2 separate regions of the Drosophila melanogaster genome follow, and region 2 is linked to region 1. A link is a contact called in public Hi-C data. All regions are on one chromosome and are shown on one strand. Each heading gives the region's core, a stretch centred on a gene start, on an enhancer-like site or on the middle of the called end of the contact. The rest is flanking DNA. Distances are from core to core; before and after follow the strand shown. Region 1 overlaps sdk (sidekick). Region 2 holds the start of CG5273.

Evidence for each region. A called contact is a pair of places that touch in the nucleus more often than the background predicts.
Region 2: a contact with region 1 is called in a Hi-C map of the Kc167 cell line, with 4 times the contacts expected there. The contact joins the promoter of CG5273 here to the enhancer-like site in region 1. A contact is called at or near these places in 37 of 107 Hi-C or Micro-C datasets (the D17-c3 cell line, the Kc167 cell line, the OSC cell line and 11 more) and 5 of 6 datasets of contacts at active chromatin or transcription factors (the Kc167 cell line and the S2 cell line).

Annotation. Positions count from the first base shown.
Region 1 is chrX:705,189-710,673 of dm6, reverse strand. All of the region lies in intron 2 of sdk (sidekick), which reads right to left. Among named protein-coding and RNA genes, the nearest start is that of sdk, 21 kb to the right of the region's middle. Within about 2 kb of position 2,428, at least 10 of the 39 cell types and tissues checked have an H3K27ac peak or open chromatin away from gene starts, as enhancers often do. A contact at or near this core is called in the Kc167 cell line, the S2 cell line, embryo and 2 more, where this site is marked.
Region 2 is chrX:756,990-762,474 of dm6, reverse strand. It overlaps CG5273, which reads right to left and starts at 2,881. Exons shown (of 3, transcript NM_166863.4): 1 at 2,790-2,881; 2 at 1,947-2,699; 3 at 536-1,793. The coding sequence starts at 2,676. The coding sequence ends at 1,114. CG5254 reads right to left here. Exons shown (of 3, transcript NM_001297830.1): 3 at 3,756-4,670. The coding sequence starts at 4,634. The coding sequence ends at 3,921. It overlaps lncRNA:CR44965 (long non-coding RNA:CR44965), which reads right to left and starts at 499. Exons shown (of 1, transcript NR_123764.1): 1 at 1-499.

The DNA of each region.
Region 1 (5,485 bases), core at 1,179-3,678:
TTTATATGGTCGGAAACGCTTTCTTCTGCATCTTACATACTTTTCAACGAATCTAGTATACCTTTTACTCTTCGAGTAACGGGTATAAATATTGAATATCAACTACATTCAGCCAGCACTTATAAAATTTAAAAGATAATTAGTGATGAACGCTGATGATTTTGTGGCATACGATATTCAGTCGCAAGGAATATATTTCATACCCTCACTCTTGATTTACACGGTATCGCTGGTTCTCCGGGCGGAAAAGTGGAACACGCTCGCACACAAAGGCAATCAAAAGGCAATAGTGGACGCTGCAACAAATCGCCAAGTGTCGATAGCACAAAAAAAAAAATGAAATGTGGTTGCAGAGAACGAACACTTTACAAATGCATATGCACACATATGTACATACATACTCGTATGTGGCTGAAAAGGTGAAGGAAGCACAGTGAAGGCAGTGAACTGCATATTGTTCAATTTGGCTTACTGTTTTGCTTTTTTACTTCGCTTCTTTTGTTGCTGCGCCATTGACTTTTTCCATTTTAGGCCTCTTTTGCTGTGGCTTTTGTGCTTTGTTACCCCGCTCGCCAATCATTTTAACCAAAATGGCAACTCTTTTTGTTGGTGTTGGGCAGCTCTAGAATTGCAACAGCTCCAATAGCGTAGCATGCAACGCAAAAAGAAGCACACATACCGAAGAAAGTGAAAAGCTGCAACGGAAGGTAACTCAATTTCGTTTATTTGTTAATTTAAATTTTAATATTCCAGTTGAGCGGCTCGTGCAGAAGTAAGGAAGGAGAGGATCGAACTGGAGGGGGTACTAGTTATTACCCGGTACAACCAGAAACAGGAAGCCACGTTTGGGTGTTTCGGGGTAGGTGGTTCCACTTCAGTGGCATTTAAAGGGAGTGTTTGAACTGTACGTAGACGGCAGATGTTGCAAGAGATCGAGCGATAACGAATATTAAAAATAGTACCTACTAGAATAAGTAGTAGAATTAGCAGTGGTAGCAGAATTAGTAGTAGCAGCAGTAATAGTAGTAAAGGTAGTAGAAATAGTATGAAAAATAGTACATTGATGAATCAATCGCGTAACTTTATCGTTCTAATTTATTTAAGCCAATTTGTCAACGCTTAACTTTTATCGCTGGGCTCACAGATAACAAAAGTAAACTAACGAAGTAGGTCACAATTTTTGTTCCAAAATATTCGGAAATAACTACAGATCTTGGTCATGTAAATTGATACAGTGCAGTGCAGATAAGGTGTGTGTTGTTATTTACAACACTAGAAGAAATTATGCTGTCATACAGCAGCCCCAATAGTTAATATGACATTGGACACTCAATACCTATGCGTTATCATTTCTTTTAGAACTGTTCCAGCTACCCAACCACTCTGTTCACTTGCAACTTGAACAACCTCACCCCCGCCCCTTTGCATCACTTTCTCTGTCTGCTAAATTGAGGATGTTGATGACGCCTGGCAGCGACAATCAGAGCAATCAGGCAATTCAATCAGTCGAGACTAGCTTTCTATATTAGCTCCATCGTTCAACGTTCCACATCGAATACATACATCCCAATGATCCTTTATAACCACAATTAGGCACTTTCAAGGCACACACAAAAAAAAAAAAAAAAAAAAAAATATTCCAAATTGAAGGGAAATAGCTTCTGTAAGGCCAATCGTTCGAAAAGATACACAATTTCGTTCGTGCACACTAAATTGATGAAAAATTTAAGCACTTTTTTTTGTGTTCTAAGCTATTGTTTCGCCTAAAACATGAACCAAAACTTTTACCGGGAAACAAGTTGTTGACAACGAGAAACAGAGTTGTACGAGTAGAATGAATCACGAGCTGCAGCGATGGCACAAAATGCGACTGAAGGACGCACAAAGACCAAGTTCCGCATAATTTCTAAATAAGTGCATTCGAAACCTTCCTCCCCATGCCCCTGGAAAACAGAGACACTCCAAGAGGGCAGTCAACTTGTGTTGTTATCGCCTGTCAGACAGCAGTCAAGAATAAGAAGTTTTATTTTCGGGAAGCCCCCGCTTGGCCCCGCTCCAGAATATTTATAGTCTAGCGTTCCTTAGCCATTTCCTTGCTGGCGGGTCCAACGATTAGGAGCTCCCAGCTGCCTTTTCCAGTTTAATCTATTTTCCTCTTTTTTCCTATTTAATTTTAATTAACGCTCAAAATGAAACGTCTGGGGTCACAGAGATTGAGGAGGCCAATAAGGAAGAGGGGTGGATTTGTATTTAAGGAGGGAGGAGGAATGTGTGCGCATAGAGAAATTGTTATTCCAGCTTGGTAGCAATCTTGTCTGCAGACTCGGATCAGTTGACTGTTGCACTACATTTAAATACAGTGCTTGAGTTAGGAGTTTTGATCGTCTAATTCTGTCATCGCATTGTCATTAATACCCATTCAATTACGAGCATCATTATATCCCCACCATGGACACGTGACTAACAAAAGCAACTAGCAAGCAAGTTTACAAGTATGAATAATAATGCGCAAGATGATAAAAATGAGTCACTAGTCCGGAATTTGGGTGAATGATTGAAGTCGAGAGGCAAAACCAAGAAGAACCATATAAATGGCGAGAGAAGCGCAGTGTAAAGATTACAGAACATGAAATGGGGCTGTTTTAAGCTTTTCTTTCAATCAATTACTCACTCGTCTGTAGAAAATCGCTGCTGCCGGCATCTACTTAGCGCTGTTGATATGAGAATAAGGAGGTGAGAGCACTGTAAACACGTGGAGAAATGTAATCACGCACACAAATAATTAATTTGGACGCTTGATTGATTGACAAAAATTCGTTTATGCTCGTATATATGCATGGGCTCAGCTCAGCTTATTTGTGGTCTGCCAAAGTCGATGAGCGAATGAGGAGTTCCTGTGAATTGCCGTTTAACTCCTAGGAACTCCTTTTTGCATACGAAGTCCATAACCATTGGGCAAATAATGGTCGGATAGGTTGGCCTGGGGGCAAAACTAGCAGATTACATGCATATTTGTTGCTGGGCAATCTTAGGAAGATAATCAAATCTGCTCTTTGTAGTTCTGTTTCACCAGCAAAAACCCACAATGCTATGCTATCTCTAATGCTATGCGAATGCCAAAAACCATTCTTTGCATATAAAAGGGTTGAACACAGATGTATGTAGGTTTTACATTTTTGATTTGTGCAAAAGAAATACAAATATACAGAAAAAAAAAAACAATTAAGTAAAATACTGGTGTGAAAATCAAATAACTTAATTTACTATTATATTTAAAAGATGGGTGGTGGGTTTGTCTCCAACGTGTTGTCAGGGAAATCAACTCATGCCGGAAAATATTGGCACATTGGATGTGGAAAGTTCTGAGAATGAAAACAAAAAACACAAAAACACAAGCCGCAAAGAACAAAGAAGCTAAAACAATTGACTTGTGCAATGGGGAACTTTTCCTCATGCAATGCAAATGCAAATGAAAATGATTTCAGCAAATCAACACGTTTTTGTTATGCCCCCGTACTTTTCATGTACATATGTATGTATGAGAATTTTAACAATACTGGTAACCACACTCAACAAAACTATCCAGTTACATATATCTCTTTTAAAGCACATTTAAACCTCTATGCAACATTTATGATTCTTAAGCTGATTTTAATCGATCAAATTTTCATATTGACCAACTATTTCGATATTGTTCCCTCTGCAAGTTTTATACATTTTCTCTCTTCTTTTCTTTCGCTGCCTAAATGTTGAGAACTTTTAAACGAGTATCTAATAGGATGTGTGTGAAAAAGCTGTACGTACGGAATTATAATGCAAACTTCTCACGCACTCACACACAAATTTGAAGGTGCTAGTGGTTTTCCCCAGGACTCCAGGCAGAATGGGCCCATTGAAAGACCACTTGGAAAAGGGGTAGCCAGATGGGCGGAGAAATGGGGAAAACTGAGAAAAAGTGGGAGGTGGTCCACGTAGCGTCATTGACTTTGAAAATTAGTTAACGCCAAGAATAACACGCCACCGCCAAAGCAAGACCAAATTAGTGGCGGATATTTAGTGCTGGCAGATAAAATCTGACTTGGCCCGCTGGTCACTGGTAATGGCCTAAATAAATGATTTACAAATAACACCATAACATGTAATAGAGCTATGATTATCAGCAGAGTTATCCAGCTCAAATGGGTTGAAGCCAAATAGAAGTATATTTAATCTACTTGTAATTATTCCATGTAAACAAATCCGCTTCACATAAAACACAAACGTGAGCACCCAGCATTTTGTGACTTTATTTCCTATTTCCGACTTTCTCTGCTCGTTACCCCCCTATTTCAGGAGCCAGACGCCAATAAGTAGACAAGACAAAAGGCCGACAAACTAGCTATTCCACCCATTATGTGTGTAGTAAATTCTGTATGATATTTAAGTGGTGGGGCTTGCTACACATAATTTTGTGCTCGCGGCTGACATCTTGACGATACCAACGAGACGAAAAGGACGAAAAGGTTGGAAACAAAGAAGGCGGCGAAGCTCCTTTCGTGACCTCCAGTCCGCCAACTCTTAACCCATTTTCGACTGCAGGAAAGTTTGTTTATGGACAAGAAAACGGAAAATATTTAATTATATTCCATCGATTTTGGCCCCCCAAAAACCTACCAGATGGGGGCGGCCTTTTTGGAATCTATCAATTACTTAATTAAAAATAGCCAAAAAATAAATAAATTATGGTTTATTAAAATGGAATAATTTCCTGGGCGGCAGAGAAACGAAATGTATTCGAGTGAATTATGAACGACGACGAGAACGAATGAAAGAGAGAAAAAGGGATAGAAAGCAGGGCACAAATTGTCAACCATAAAATTTGAATGCGATTTATATGCATTTTTTAATTGTGAATTTGCGTGTGCATGTGCATGCAGCATGCACAAAACGTCTGACAAGAGAGCAAGTGCAATAAAATACAATCTGCAAAGAAGCCAGCCAGCGGCAACTGGAAGTTATTCTCTGCAAGCCTGAACGAACTCTGAGCTGCGGACTTAAAAACGCCCTTAAAGTGGATGTATAAATTTAATTTTACTTATTTTTATATTAAACAAGAAAGAATGAGTCCCCCGACTATCAGATACCCGTTATTCAGCTAGTGTGAATGCGAACGCGAAATTTCATCATTCCTCTGGGATGATATCGATAGATACTGGGGAATAAAATGAGAAAAATTCTAAAGCTGTTTAAAAGTGTGGGCGTGACCGGTTTGGCGGCTTTAGGGCGTTAGAGTGGGCGTGGCAAAATTTAGTTTTTCAAATCGATACAAATTTACAGGACACAATTAAAAATATCAACACATTTATCAGGGGGGAAAGGGTCAGATCGACTCGGCTATTGATCCTGATCAAGAATATTTACACTTTATATGGTCGGAAACGCTTTTTTGTCTGTTACATACTTTTCAACGAATCAAGTAACGAGTAACTGGTATAAAAACACCCTA
Region 2 (5,485 bases), core at 1,632-4,131, 51 kb before region 1:
CTATAATCATTGAAAACGATTTGCCTTCAAAGACATTTGGTTGTGGGCATGTACTTTATATATTTAGACATTTATCCAATCCAACAAATCCGATATCCCCGTCTCGCTTTTTTCCGTGATCGGTTGGTGCTCTTTGTTGAAAGAGTGATGAATACTATTGAATACTATGTGCATAATTTAATTGTTTATATTATCTGGTCATCCACATAATGAACACTACTTGAAACTTAGAAAGACGGAAAGTAGATTTATATAAAGCCAGTCAGTTGGATTGCATCCAATCGAATAATTAAGATGTATGGGGGGTGCTCTTGTCAGCTGTCTACTTTCAGGGCATCCGAGAGTTTACAGATTTAACTAGCTGCAAATCGCAGTACGTTAGTCCGTCTGTGGTTACGAAAGCAGGGGGTCTAGAATAGTCCGGACCACTGGTGTGCTCATCGTTATGCAAGCGGACCATTAACTAGTCAGCTTCCCATTTCGTTTAGGCGTGTGCATCGTGGGCACCGGCCATGTGAAATGAAACTCATACGTGGCGGGTGTTGTAGGTGTAGGCGAAAGCTTTTATTTTATTCAACAATTGAAGAGTGCAACAAATACGTTTGCTCACAGCAATACAAAAACAAGCAACAATTACGCTAACAAGTCTAGAAAAATACACACTTTTAGTGGGAACTTACATTCAGGTTGTCTTTCTTCAGAAGGCTTTTGAGTTGGGTTTGCACATAGGGCTATATAAATGTATATATATATATATATATGTATGTATGTAGTTGCAGAGATATTCGAGCGTTTGCTTTGATTTCGAGCACACTGGGATGGGTCCGGGCCCGGTTACGGTTACGGGGCCCATGCACACCGCAACAATCACAATTGAAGGCCAAATTGGAAAAGGGGGCTTTTTGACTGGGAAGCCAGCTTGTTTATCCACAAATACTGTAGTCGGAGATGGTACGGCATAATTCAAGAGTTTTTGTCCAATTAGCGCCTGGAATTATCGATGTTGGTCAGCGCAAATATGCGCGCCAAGGCCACAACAGCTGGGGAGGAAGGTACAGTAGGTAGTCGGGTAATTGAGTGGGTGCACAGTGGAACGTTCCAGAAGCATGGTCTCTAAAAGCCAGCGAGCCGCTTGGCCACCACTCCGCTCATAAGCACGAGCAGAAGGGTCCGCATGGTCAATCCTTCCAAGGCCCGAGCTCCGCCGGTGTGGGAGCGAACGGATGCCTGGATTGGAGCGGCGACATCCTGTGCCTGCTGCACTTGCTGCACCTGCTGCGATCCTGGTTGATCAGCGGCCATGGGCGCCAGTGGTGCTGGACCCTCGCCGGCGGAAGCAGCTGGTGGCGGGGGTGCCGGGTAGCAGGCAATCTTCTCCACCTCTATCATCTTGGTGCTGTCAGCCGGATCCGTTTCGTTTACCTTGGTGGGCACACAAATAATGCCTCCAGGCGGTGGGGGAGCAGCTGGGTCCGGCGCGGTCATGTTAGAGGTCTCTGGATTAAAGGGCATTGGTGCCATGGGTACGGCTGGCTGTTGGGCATCTTGGGTGGTGTTGGAAGAGGGAACTGGGGCCGCTGGAACTGCTCCCGGGGCAGCAGCCACACCTGCTGCATTTATCACAGTGGTGCCATCACTGGCATTCACTGGCACGCCGTTGTTAATGATGATTATGCGATCCTGACCAGCAGCTGGAGCTGCGGCAACCGGCTGCGAGGAGGAACTGCCTCCCGAGGGAGTGAGGGCGTGACCCAGCAGGGCACCTCCCAAGCCGCCAGCAAGCAGTCCAGTTCCTGCGAAGAAATTAAACATTGAAGCGCAAAAACAGGTGTGTCACTTAAACAACAAGCGTTTACACGATTTATGTGAGCACTTAAAGCAAATATGAGTCAGCAACAGAAGATTGCTGCAGGGGATCGTGATACACTGCGTGTTAGACGTCTTACCGAAGCCCAAGCCAGAGGAGGACTGTTGTGGTGGTGCAGAATAATAGGTGGCTCCGGGCGGCAAAGCAGATCCCGCCTGGTAGTAGGTGGCCCCCGGAGGCGGAGCAGCAGCTGGGTGATAGCCACCGCCCATGGGAACATGGCCGGCGGACGGATAGTATGTAGCGCCAGCGGGGATATTGGGGGAATAGCCACTGCCGGGTCCTGCAGCCGGGTAGTAGGTGGCTCCAGCTGGCACTCCAGAGTACTGCGGCTGATGGACATTCGATCCGGTGGCGGCTCCATAGTTGGGAGGAGCTGCTCCGTAGTTGGGGGCATGGTAGGCTGGCGGCGGCTCGTGCATGTTGGGTCGGGCTCCTCCGGCGGGGTTGGAAGCGGAGTAGGCGGGCGGCGGACCCTGCGGCACATTCCAACCTGGCTGAGGGGCGGAGCCTGGGGACCCTGATGAGCCCGCGGCCATTGGTCGATTCGGCTGCGAGTTGTAGTTGGGGTAACTCAGTTTGGCCACATCTGCATGAGAGTTCCCGGCGGCGTGGCCATTCGTGTTGTAGCTGGGCTGCGTCACGTGACCGTAGTTGGAGGAGCTTGACGAGGAGGAGGTCTTCCGCTGGTTGCCCTGGTTACGCCGGGCGTCCACAACATTGTCTCCGCCGTGCGTCAGCAACAAGGCAAACAGCGCCCAGGCCACATAGGCGAAAGGGGAACAGGCGCCACCACTGGAGGCCATCATGTGATCCGGATTAGTGCTTCACCCTTAGACGAGTGGAGACAAGACTACATAAATGTCAAACACGGCAAATACGTCAATGCAGATCATCGGTCACTGATGTGCATGCTAATTACCGAAACCCGTTTTGGATGCTTCTGCTCGTTTTCAGCTGCTCGCGTAGTTTGTCCGCAAAACAAGTTTTTTAATTGGTAAAAACTGTTATTTGATTTCACTTTTTGCTATGTGACCAGGCTGGGGAAGGTGCAAAATACTTGTCGGTCTGTGTCTTCACTAGACATTTAGCGAATACATGCACCGTGTACGACATTTTCAGGGACATTTTCGGGCTGCAATTAAATGTGGCAACCCTTTTCAGTGTCAAATTGCTAAGTTTTCTGATTTCAGACACCAGGCGAACAGAAACGGTAACAGGTGCCAGCTGTCCGCTCAAACTAACTAAAACAGCTGATCCTTTTAAAGATGGCTGCGCCTTACGCCTTTCCAGTCACCCCATTCGACCAAAGCCAAAGATGGAAAGAAACCGTTAGTTACTTTATGATTACTGCCCTATGTGGCAATTTTTGTTTGCCTGGTGTCCAGCCACTGATATTCACAAATTTCTGACAAAATTTACGTCGGACGGAGAACATTTTTCCCAGTCAAAATGACAACTGTCGGGTCCCAGACACTAGGCCAACAGAATCCCTAGCAAGCTGCTGCTGGCAGCCCTTCCGATCTTTCCAGTTACCAATTGACCAATAGGAAAGCGGCACAACCGTTAATTTTAAACAGAGCGCACACCAGTGATGAGCGGCCTAGATGTTCTTGATGTTCGTGTCACGAATTAGCACGATAGGCACGAAAGTCCCTGGTATTACATGGGTGGGTTCCCGAATTAAGAGGCACGCGGGCATCACTAAGAAAGCGCTTATTAGACTGATCAGCTGACTGTTTGGCACGCGGTGATCTTTTTGCGCGCCTGGTGCCGTAAATCGAGAACTTTTGTAATTTGATTGCACGAGAAAGATCGTCATTTCGCCTGCTGCAGGATACATATTAAATTTACATATTAAATTTACATATTTAAATTTAAAAATTTTCTAAAAATATCATTGATTATTTATTTTCAACACAAAGTAAAAATACATTTATTGACGAATCACAATCGGAAGAGTAGCATCCCCTTGATGGCATTGATCGCGACTAATCGACTTACTATTATACAAAAAAACAAAGAAGGCGCTTGCCTCTTGAGGACTTAAGGACTAGGAGTAGTTGTGGAGCAGGTAATCGTAGGAGTACTCGAAGACCAGCAGCAGAATAGCTCCACCTGGGCCCAAACGCATAATCTTGGGAACGAGCCCTTTGTACAGCGCTCGGAATCCTTCCTCGCGGTAGACGATGCCCATGGAGCTGAGGGTTCCTCGGTATTTTATCTGCCCGGGGACCGGTTGCGGTCCCTGGATGCGTGACTTGGCCACGTCGAATGGGATGTTGACGAAGCAGGCCAGAGTGCCGGCCAGGAAGCCGATGGTCACCTTGCGCAGAAACTCCAAATGGCTCTCCTTGTACTCGGGCACCACGTTCTTCACGCTGTGGTAGAACCCGAAGTACACCATGTTGAAGACTCCATTGCGTCCCATGGTGGCGGTGATGCCCTTGTTGAGGCCGCTGAAGCCCAATCCGTCCTGCTGTATGATACCCTTGGCCACGGCGAACGTGCTGAGCATCTTTTTTTGGCGATCAGCCTGCTGGGCCACCTTCACCACCTCGAAGGGATTCACGGCTATGGCTTCCAGTGTGCCGGCTGTCAGTCCAGCCAGAGAAAAGGTCAGCGGCGTGGGAGTGGGCGAGCCGAATTGAAAGAGCGGCTTCGTCTGCTCGAACACCAGGAACTTGATGGCCCGCTTGGGCGTCTCGGCCAGGATTGGCGGCATGATGCCCTTCCAGTAGGAGGAGATGCCCTCGTGGCGGTACATCTTGGCGAAGCAATCGAAGACGCCATTGTAGTGCACCTAGATATTGGGAATACAAGCAGAAGATAAATAGAAGTGGAATATAAAAAAGGGACTGCGAACAGCTTGACCATCATAAGTTATTTACTACTAATATTGAAAACACTGATTGGCATTGGCACAACACCTACTCGAAATCACTCAAGTTTCCACTGGACTGCAAGTATCTGTTTGTTTTCGCAAAACTGGAAGTGTGAACTATGTATGTGTGTATTTATATACTGTATTTGTGCTAATTTCCCTCTTGTCGCCAGCTAGTCCCCGTCCCCTTCCGGCGCTTTCTTCGTTTATTTGCTTTCATTTGCTCTTATAAATTTGCTAAATCATCATGTCTCGACGAGCAGAAGAAAATGAAAATGTTTTGTGATATTATTTTGCTGGGGTCTTCACGCAAAATGTTCCTAGGAATCGTATATCGTCCCAGAACTGGGTACCACAAAATCATTCCTACTTTTCTATTTTTTGGTAATTTCTTAAAGCCACCATATAAATTTTCCCAAAAATGATCCTTTGTCTTATCTTAAGGTGTTCTAAGCACATAGCCCGAAGATCTCCAAAAGCGGCCAACACCCGTAATCCAGATTAGATAGGCTGTGGAGTTGGTCTAGCTTAGCAGCTAAAACAACCGAAATTAAGTATTAATTAGGCTGCCTGCAGCTAGACCCAAGTTAGTATCCCTCACACGTGCCGAGTGTCTGCTATCGGCGCATAATTTCGATGGCGATTGGGGAATGTTTGGCCTGTCATGTATTTATACATATGTACATATATATGTATATTCTTCACTCGACTGATAAGCTTATTACGGGAGAGCG